2 separate regions of the Danio rerio genome follow, and region 2 is linked to region 1. A link is a contact called in public Hi-C data. All regions are on one chromosome and are shown on one strand. Each heading gives the region's core, a stretch centred on a gene start, on an enhancer-like site or on the middle of the called end of the contact. The rest is flanking DNA. Distances are from core to core; before and after follow the strand shown.

Region 1 (5,027 bases), core at 2,157-4,656:
TCATACCAAGTAAAGTAAACAGTCTTATATGAAAAAGAAAACATTAATGTGCATTTAAGCTGTCAGAGTAAATCTCACAAAAAATTGCTTATTTTGCATAATTTAGAAAAAAACCCATGTACAAGTAACCTTTTATTTTGCAATATGACATATTTAACAAAATGAGGTACTACTGTGTTATTGTGCTTTTGTTTTCTTTGTTTCAGTTCAGTCTGACCTTGCATTCCTGTTATTAAGATTCCTTGGTTACCAATAATTATTATCCCCACCTGTGTCTTGTTTAGTTTTAGTTTTACTCTCTTTTTGGCTCTGTTTTTTATGGGTTGTTTTATCTCATATCAAAGCTGCATTGAAGCTAAAATTCTGCCTATTCTCATTTCCCTCAAAAATGTCTTTAATCTTTAATCAATGAATCCAGAATGAATACATTAATTAACGGATAACTATTACTGACAGAAACAAATAATAGCAGAAATTTTGTTTAACACACTGAAAATGAGTTTAGCTGTATTATTACAGCAAATTGCATGTTCCCAATTACTGAATTATTCCTTCTTTTACTTATTTTAATGTTTATTAAAACCAAATCTACACAGAGCCACAGCTTCATATTTAATTCATGGGATCTAGACTGTAAAGCTCTTGAATTCTCCTTTGTAGTTTCCTTAATGAAAAGTTACTGTATTCATGCATGGATTCCAGATTTTGGAAAGACAAATTAACAAAACATGCTCTCTATATTGTAGTTCTATGCTTTCTATAGTAAAAGCACATAATCACATACATTATCCTGTGTTAAAGAGTCTTATATTAGTCATTTATTGTTCAAAATGTAATTTAAGTAATAAAATAAATAAAAAATGAAATCACAAATACCATATTTCTACAGCATGTGGGATTCCTCCGCTGAAAAGTTTTGATGTAAAAATTTAACTTAAATGAACAAAATGCTCATGGTTGGTCATGTAAATTACACTACCAAAAAAAAATAAATAAAAAAAAAAAAAAAAAAAAAAAAAAAAAAAGAGTATAAGCTGGCAGTATTGCTGTAATGGATCACAAATCTCATGGTTCGGATCACATTAGGTTTTTTAGTCAAGAATCAGACATTTTTTTTGGATCAGCCAAAAAAGGGAAGGAGAGAAATGTCATTTGCTTTCCATTTATTACAAAAACAGTAATGCAAGACATTTTGGTTTAAACAAACAGAACTCAGAACCTGTAATTTTATTCAAAATAAAATAAAGAAATAATCAGCTGAATAAAAATAAAAATATTCAGTACTGTGAAAAATGCACTGTTAGTGTGATATGAAGTGAATGATGACAAAGGAGGTACGGATCCAAATACAGGTTTAAAGAGAATGGTCAGGCAAGCAACAGTCACAATCAGGAGCAAATAGATGTATGTAGTCAAATCCAGAATCGAAGTCAAATACACAGGCGATTAGTCAGTAAACTCAGGCAGCAGACAACACAAACAAAACAAATAAGGAGAGGGTCAAAAAACATGGCAAAGCAAGGCAAGGAAAACACATCGTAATGTTCACAAAACTGTATACAAGACGCCGCAAATAGGTGTGTGTGCTGTGCTATATAGTCCATGTAATCAGTTCATGAGCAGCTCCCAGTCGTGAGTGTGTGAAATCATTGGAATGATGAACAGGTGCATGTAAGCAGTGCTTGACTAGAACTTGTAGTCCATATACTGGCGGATTTGTGGTTCCTTAGTGAATTGTGTGTTTACCAGATCACTTGTGATCATAAGTTAGGGTTAGCCTAATAAATTATAAATATAACATTATAATTTGAACAACCCATATTTATTTTTAGTCTCATTTTTTAATAAATGATTCAGTTATTCACTCATGAACTTGTTTCATTGCTAGATGATCATTTTTGAAGAATTATTCAGAGGCATTTTTTGATGGCTGGTTGTCGCCAGCTATTGGTTAAATAATGTAATTGCTGCATACAGCTTTCATTTTTAAGATGATGATGATTTTAATCTTTACCATAAACATCAGTGGTTTTATCTAAGCTATAAACTGTTATCCCAGTACTGCTGTGTTATTTGACTGTTTGCAACTTCATAACTAACTCAAAAGACTAAAGACTGAATCTCTTAGGATTAATAAACATATGCAAATCACTGTCGTTTATCATTTATGTTGCGCTGGTGTTGAGATCCCGATCTTTTAATGATGAATCGTGCAGCTTACATCAATTGCATTAATGCAGGCTAAACAAGTAGTAACAGAAAACACCTTTAAGTGAACACCCACCACATCCCGAATAACCAACCACAACATCTTCTGTCATCATTATATTTTACCGGAAAGCCTAAATGCTTTTATACATGTGATTTGAATGACGTGAGAGGTGATCTCTCTGTGATCGTTACAAATTTAGGATTAATCCACAAGTAAAAAATGCATTAATATGTGGGTCACGTGTATTCCGAACTGTGAGTTGTGATCTGTACAAATCACAGATCAACTGTGATCCGTTACAGCCCTAGCTACCAGTACTTTTTCTCTTAGTCACCTACTCTGTTCTTTACAGTGTAGTTTTAGAATACAGTACATAATTCAAGAGTCAAAAGGGTAATTATTTGCCAAAAATACATATTAGACCATAACAGTCTTGTTTTCTTTCTACTGAATGGAAACGAGCGGCTTGGAAATTCTGCCAAACATCTAATTTTGGCATTCAAAGGAAATTAACGAATAAATACCAAGCTACACACAGCTATTAATTAACAGATATTTCTACAGTACAGACAAAAGGTTAGTGTTTGGATCAGACCAAAAGATGAAGGTTAGTAAAAGAAGAAAGAATGTTCATTTTTGGGTGAACTATTCGTTCTAAATCCTCCCTCCTATTACGTTCTGGGCCGTCTCTATTGTGGTAACATTGTGGTTTTGAGTGGCAAACACAGACCTGCCGGCGGCTGCCACCACACCAACTGAAAAAACACCGCCCATGTGTCTTTTGTCTGTGATGATTATATTTGGCAGAACACCTTCAGTAAAGCCGGCATTTTTAAAAAACAAGGCCCAGATTTTGTGACCACAGGCATGATTTTAATCTGACTCAGACATGAGCGACGCCATTCATCTTCTCATCCTCCATTTCTCAGATATCTGCCATCAAAACTCGTGTCCGGTCACTGTGACTCTTCAAATGTCACTCTCTGCCCTCAACGGCCTTTTTGTATTAGAAGAAAGTCATTTTTCTTCCCTTCAACCTGCTCTCGTGCTCTTTCTCTCAGCATGAAGAAAATAGGCTACGAGTGAAAGGCCTCCTTTTTAATTGGAAACATCTGGAAAGTGGGGAGCTGGACTGGTGGGGTGCCTTGGAGACGAGTTATTATGGGATTTCCACGTCCTTGGCGAGTGACTGGTGGAGGAGAGAGACGTTGGCCAGGGTTCAGGGGTGAAGCGTGTCCCTCCCCTCGGCGGTGTGAGGTCAGTGGTACAGCTACTGCTGGGAAGGAGGCCGTCTGACTGTGTCAACAACATCTGAGTTGAGCTTTGTGTGTGTTTATGATTGAGTGATCAACGAGACTTATGACTTGCTGGGCAATTTCATCTCAATAAGGAGAAAATCCTATGCTTAATCAGTATCTTTGTCCAATAAAAATAACTAAACCATTAAAGTGAGATGAACTATTAAATGTAATGAGGTATAGGTAAGCACAGATGCAAAGTCTTGGCCAAAGTACATACTGCACTCATATATAATCTTGCATCAGTTACAAATCTTAATAGGGCCATAGATTTTACTTCAAATGCTATTGTCTTTATTAGGGGTTTAAATATAAAGCACTGAAATACTTATTGTAATTGTTAGGATTATTATTTTGACCTTTTGTGCAAAGCAAATTGTAATGGCCGGAGACTTGAAACTTGGTCAGATCATAGTAGTCTTGCTTGCTACTTAGATCAGTGTATCCCATATCACTGTGTTGGGTGAAAGTAAATATATCCTATTTTTTTTATGCTGGATTCACACTAAACATGGAATGAAGTATTCATGTGAGTAAATTACATAAAATCAACTCCTCAAAAGCGTCTACCATGCAAGCTGTGGTGAGTAGCTGAGCTGCTTCATTTCCAATAACGTGTTTAAATAGCCAACAAAAATCATTAAAAGTGCAGTTGTAGATCTGGAAAAATCCTAACTTTAGCATATTAGCATTGGAAAAATACATATAAATACATTTATATCATTTAATTTATTCTTTACTATTGGAATGTGAAGAGACTATTTTAACCATCTAGCCGCAACGTCTTAAGCGCATGGTGCAAATGCATTAAAAGCAGGTCTGAATCCAATTTTGTTATTTTAAGGATAAAAAATGCACCTCAGCGCATGGTCTTAACAGGGTTATGTTTATTCTCCTAATGAGTAATGGGTGTGTTTTGAGCATAACGTGCATTAAACAAATCAGTCTCATCTCTCATTCCCTTTAAGAGTCAGTTGTGTTGCGCCATAGCGCATTTGCTATTTACATGGCAGACTTTGCGAGTGGAAAAACTGAACTCTTCACTAGCTAGAAAACAGTTAAACAGTCCATCTGCAGCGCGAGGATAAAGAATGAGCCACCTCCATTCTGCCTCTTTACTTTCTTTTTACTTTACTTTTACTCTTTACTCCTTTACTTTTGTGGAGTAAAGAAACTGTGTTGTGCACACTCCACTGAAGACATCCGCTAGCCTTCATATTCAAAACTATTAAAAAACTATCAAAACTATTTCTAAATTCAGACCTAATTTCCAGCAAATGAATACATGAACTATAACAAAGTGTGATCAAAAAACTGAGTTATATCCAAACACACATTCATTTTTATGCCCCATATGGTAATGCATTCGTCTCCAAAGCCCAACAGGTGGACAAATCTAAACTTGCTTTTAATAAAACAAATATAAATATGCATATAATAAATAATACTGCAAATAATGATAACATTATACAACTGCAGGTTGTCATGAATGAGGTGAAGAAGTCATGCAGCCCGTG
Region 2 (5,175 bases), core at 311-2,810, 42 kb after region 1:
TGTATTTTTAGCATCTTCAGGCATGTCAATAGAAGTGCCAATCTCATTGGTCGACTAGTTTTTAACATGTCACATCAAAACGAAGCATTATTCCAGTCTGCACACGCACCTATGAGGAAAATTATCTTGTGTAAGCTGATTGGACAGAACTGTGTGTAGGTATAGTGTGTTATATCGGAGTGATATATTGGAGTTATATTGAAGTGATATAAACACAACAAGTCTCTTTTTTTTAATTTCCTGACATTAAAATAGGATCCAAATCTCTCTTGTGTTAAGGAAGACCGCTACTTCACCTAGGAATGCGGTTTCCTACTCACCATTTTGATTGAAAGCAGCGTATTAACATGTCTCTGTAGTAACTTGTATAATCATATCAACAAGACAGGATGTGCCGAATGCAACTGGGATTAAAAGATCTGTTGAGCTCTCTGTGATCATCAATCATCATCAAATGTGATCAAGAATGAGTTTTACAAGTTTAAAACGGTGCATGTTCGTAATAAACTACAGCGATTTCACCATCTTTTTCACCACAGCACATGTCAGTACAATTATAAAAGAAGGCGCCTCAATCCTGGTTTGTGGACATTAAATCAGGTTTATTTTGTACATTAACATAACGGATATTCATACGGCAGTGAATATTAACGTGTATACTGTCATATTTGCAGTGCAAAAACGTTTCAAGTTAAATGTGTGTGTGTGTGTGTGTGTGTGTGTGTGTGTGTGTAACCTTTGAAACAACATTGTGTGTGACTCATCGTTGCAGAAAGGCTTGAATTAACTCCACAACAAATACATTAAATTATGACTGGTAAAGTTCTTACTGTAGTATTTCTCATAAACGTTACGTGAGATCTGCTTTCTTCATGTCTGTCACTGTGCTGTTTATCTGATGCAGCCGGAGACATATACTCTGACAGGCACTTCCCGGTGGGCGAGGAGAACCAGCATTAAAGGCACAGGCAACAAAAACAGCTGCAATGTGTTCAGAGCAAACTATTCCAATATTCTAAAAGGTGAAATAAATAATCTGATGGGTGTTTTGAGCTGAAACTTAACAGACACATACTGGAGACACAAAAGACTTATCTTAAATCTTGAAAAAGGGGTAAAATAGGTGTCCTTTAAATCAACAGATATTTTTGTTTTTTTTATGTTGGACTGTGCCTTTAAGAATAGTCCCAACACACAGATGTACACACACAAAAAAACTGTGGCAACCGCTTAGGGATGCTCTGACAAAACCCCACTCACAGTTTCCCCAGGAAACAAAACACAAAAATCAAGTTAACTAATAACGATTTTCAAAAGAAAACAGTCCAGAATTTTCGGCAGAACGCAGCCACAGAGAATTACCTTGCAACCACCTGAAACACAAACAAGGCAACTGCGCGAATGTCTGCAAAAATCAATAAAGATTTTAGAGAAAGTGAAACAGATGAAGGGCCTGAAGTCCCGCGCTCCCTCTGAACGGGCCGCTAGCCAAGCCTGAGAGCGGGGCATGAGGGAGATGTGGGAGGAGAGCCGGAGACCGTGGGGGGAAGGGGGCAGACAGCAAGACTCGAGGTGCTACTATTGTGCAGGATGATTTCTGTAACATGAGCAACCTACTTACTCACACACATCAGAAGAAGACGAAGAAAAAACTTCCACATCTGCCTACTCCGAAATGAGTGAGCCACCAGGTGCTCGCAGCTGTCTGTGGATTTGACCGAGAAAAGAGATGGAAAACGATAAAGATGGACAGGTTTCGGGGGATGAGAGTTAGTGATTTAGAGAAGAGATTTTGGAGAAAACATTATCCAAGGACTTCCGAAAACCCCCCTTTGCATTGTGCGGATTTTCTGCCAGATCCTGAATCGGTTCCTGGGCAGTGACGTGTCCCACAGATGGGGCTCTCTAAAAATGACGGGCTGTGTTCAACCAATTAAATAGCGCATTTTGGACGGGTGCGCTAAGCTGGTTATAAGTGTGGAGAATAATAATGAGATAAAGCCAAAAAATCACAAGGGACATGGTCCGCAAAATTAAGTCTTTTATCAGCTCATACTATGTATTTCCTATTTATTTTAATGGCATTAGAGAAACTGTCTACAGCTGTGGCTTTAACACTGTTGCATGAAGCATAAAATTGCTATTGATCCATAAGCAGATTATTTTGACTTAGCAGCATTGGTTGAGGAAATATTAGTGTGCTTTTTATGTCAAACAAAGGAATAGGAATCAGCAGGCAAACAATTAAATATTTCAATGTTAAAAGAATAATTCACCTAGGTATTAGTTTACTAATGTAAATGTAATTTCAAACTGGTATGACTTGTAATGTTCATGTAAAACACAAAAGGACATATTTAAAAAAGTGTTTAGGCTGTTTATTTCCGTAAAAACAAAATCATTTAAACTTAAAGATATGCAAAGGCAGAGACAGCACGTTGGCTCTCACAGCATGTTTTATTGATTTGTTTGTTTTTTCTTACTTGATTTTTACCACGTTTTCAGATTTTACCACATTCTCACCTTATTATTTACTTGTTTGTTTTATTTTTTGGATTCTGTTTTGGTCTTACCCGCTTCACCTGACTCAAACTCCACTATACATCTCAAGTCCACCAACGTACAGTACATGGTGTCAAATTGTGTTTTACTGTATGAATATGTTATTTTTGGTTTTTTGAACTATGATAAGACGTTGGCAAATGAAGCTTATGTTATTAATCTTCTGATTGTACTTACCAAGAGTCATATCTATCGATGTAAATTTAGCAATCAGAAACCTCTGTTTTTATTGGTACTTAAAGAACTTAATATTTATAAACAGTAAATACCATTAAGGAGAGTACAAACAAAAAAGCTGTTAAAACCATGTATTTGTTTGACACTTTGAGGTTATTGTGAGTTAGCAAGGCCTAGCATTATTTATTTGTAATTTCTTTTTCTGCTATTTAATTTTGTTTTACCTATTGAGTTTTTTTACCTTTATAATTTTTTTTTATACTTTTCCTTTTTTTGTTTACCTCTAGCATTGTTTTGCATTTATCGTTCTTGCATTAAAAAAAATAAAATAAACTAAAAAAAACTGTACATGGTGAACTAACTAGACATAACAGCGGGAAAGCCATCCATACGGAGGTAAGGGATTAACCTGATAAGCGCAAAAGCGCGGAACGACGTCATACCATGCCTAGGGTTTATTTTAAAAATGAAATGCAGCCATACGTACGTCTGGCTACATAATTCTAGATCTCCAGACACGTATATAGGGCTACATTTTCAGAATGAGCCTATGTTGGAGTCCCGGCTGGGTCAGTTGGCATTTCTGTGTGAAGTTTGCATGTTCTCCTCGTGTTGGCGTGGGTTTCCTCTGGGTGCTCCGGTTTCCCCTACTGTCCAAAGACATGCGCTATAGTGAATTGCATTTAATAAACTGGCCATAGTTTAGAAATGCAAAAGTGTATGGGTGTTTCTCTGTACTGGGTTGCGGCTGGCAAAGCATCTGCTGAGTAAAACATATGCTGGAATAGTTGGTGGTTTATACCACTGTGCCGACTTTAATTTAAAGTTAGACATATAGAAAGCATTACAGCATAAAAATATGGGTAAAATTATGTCCCATCATAATTCACCAGATATATACATATATGTACATACATATATATATATATATATATATACATATTTTGATCTATCTATCAGCTTTAACCTATGTATAAAGTGTATTTTCATGTCTTTTTAATGCTTCTGTTAATCATTATGTATGGATTCAGGGGAGGAACGTATATAAAGATGAATCATTGGACCACTTTACTGAAATCCATTGTGCTCTCCTGGTTTTGGAGCTCATCTTCATCTATCCTCATTTATTTCTATTGTATGCAAAGAAGCAGCCAGACTTTTAAGGGTGGAAAAATTGCTTTTGTATCCCTGCAGAGCAAAACAAGTCAAACAGATGAAGACGTTTCAAGAGTAAGTGCTCTTTTTATTATTGAATACCCTGTATGAGGAAAAAACTAGGACAATTTAGCATGACAAATCTAATTTTGGATTCCTTTTACAGCTTTCTAAAAATTAAAATAAAAAGCGCAGTCTGTGAGAAAGTGAGGGAGAGGGGCAGACAGAGCTGGCACCCGTCCACTGTAAATTCTTCACCCCCTTCGTTGCACTTGGATGATTGTTATTCATTCTCACGCTTCATTAATGTGGTCAGTCTCCACATCTGACTTTGATAAACATGCCATCGCTACATACATGAGCCTGTCTCTTTACAAATTTATTCAGTAAGCAGAATTTGGAATTTGGATCCATCTAATGTGCGACGAGGGCAGACCGTGCCATGCAGAGCTGCAAGAATCTCCACAGATCATTGAATGAAGCAACATAAAAACTGGCTGGCAGCTCAAACGGCCTCTGTCGGATCATGGCCACAGCAAGTTTGACACACTTCCCAGAAAATACTAACATTAAAAAGTAAGCCAACAGAAAATGTAGAGCAGCCAGCTTGGATTCCTTCACAAAATGGCCATTTTTTAAACAGTCAGGCCTCCCCTTGTTCAAATACAGCTCAGATGAAGACTATAGATGACAAATACTGAGCCTTTTTCTGTCATCGACACAATTGGCAAGTCACAAAAGGCTTTGATAAGAGTTATCTCCTCCAGATAGTGATCTAAGCCTGTAAACTCACCTGTGGATCTGAGACACCTCCGACTACCATCCCCCTTTCTGCCTGCTACCAAAGGATTTAACCGAGGAATGTCGATGCCATTGTTTTGGCTGAACTCAAAGCGGGTGACTTCAAAAAGTGGCCCGCGGTGCTGTCGTCTAGCCTGTGTCTCGGCTCATCACTGCAGCCGTAGGATCAAAACCTCGACTTCAGGGACGCGATCAAAAGAGATCTAATACTCAATTATGCTTGAGAGTGAAGGGCTGCTCTCTTTGATTGAGCACCGATTGAGTGTCTCGTTGGGATTCATCTTTTGTTCAAAATCATTTTTAGAGGGGAAATGCTCACCCTGCTAGTGTTTACTGACCTTACAGAGAAGCCATATGATGAAATCACAGGATAAAATCCCATGGGTTTCACATGGAAATGATCCAAAAGTACATGTTTCACATATACAGTTAAAGTCAGCATTATTAGCCCTCCTGGATTATTAGCCCCCCTGTGTATTT

What was found. Hi-C and Micro-C count contacts between places; a contact is called where the count stands out from the background.
Region 2: a contact with region 1 is called in a Hi-C map of an unstated tissue, with 3 times the contacts expected there. The contact joins two enhancer-like sites. A contact is called at or near these places in 4 of 18 Hi-C or Micro-C datasets (caudal fin, embryo and an unstated tissue).

What each region holds. Positions count from the first base shown.
Region 1 is chr5:64,746,100-64,751,126 of GRCz12tu, forward strand. All of the region lies in intron 1 of mcama (melanoma cell adhesion molecule a), which reads right to left. Among named protein-coding and RNA genes, the nearest start is that of tlcd5b, 46 kb to the left of the region's middle. Within about 2 kb of position 3,407, at least 18 of the 62 cell types and tissues checked have an H3K27ac peak or open chromatin away from gene starts, as enhancers often do.
Region 2 is chr5:64,789,856-64,795,030 of GRCz12tu, forward strand. All of the region lies in intron 1 of mcama (melanoma cell adhesion molecule a), which reads right to left. Among named protein-coding and RNA genes, the nearest start is that of mcama, 8.7 kb to the right of the region's middle. Within about 2 kb of position 1,561, at least 20 of the 62 cell types and tissues checked have an H3K27ac peak or open chromatin away from gene starts, as enhancers often do.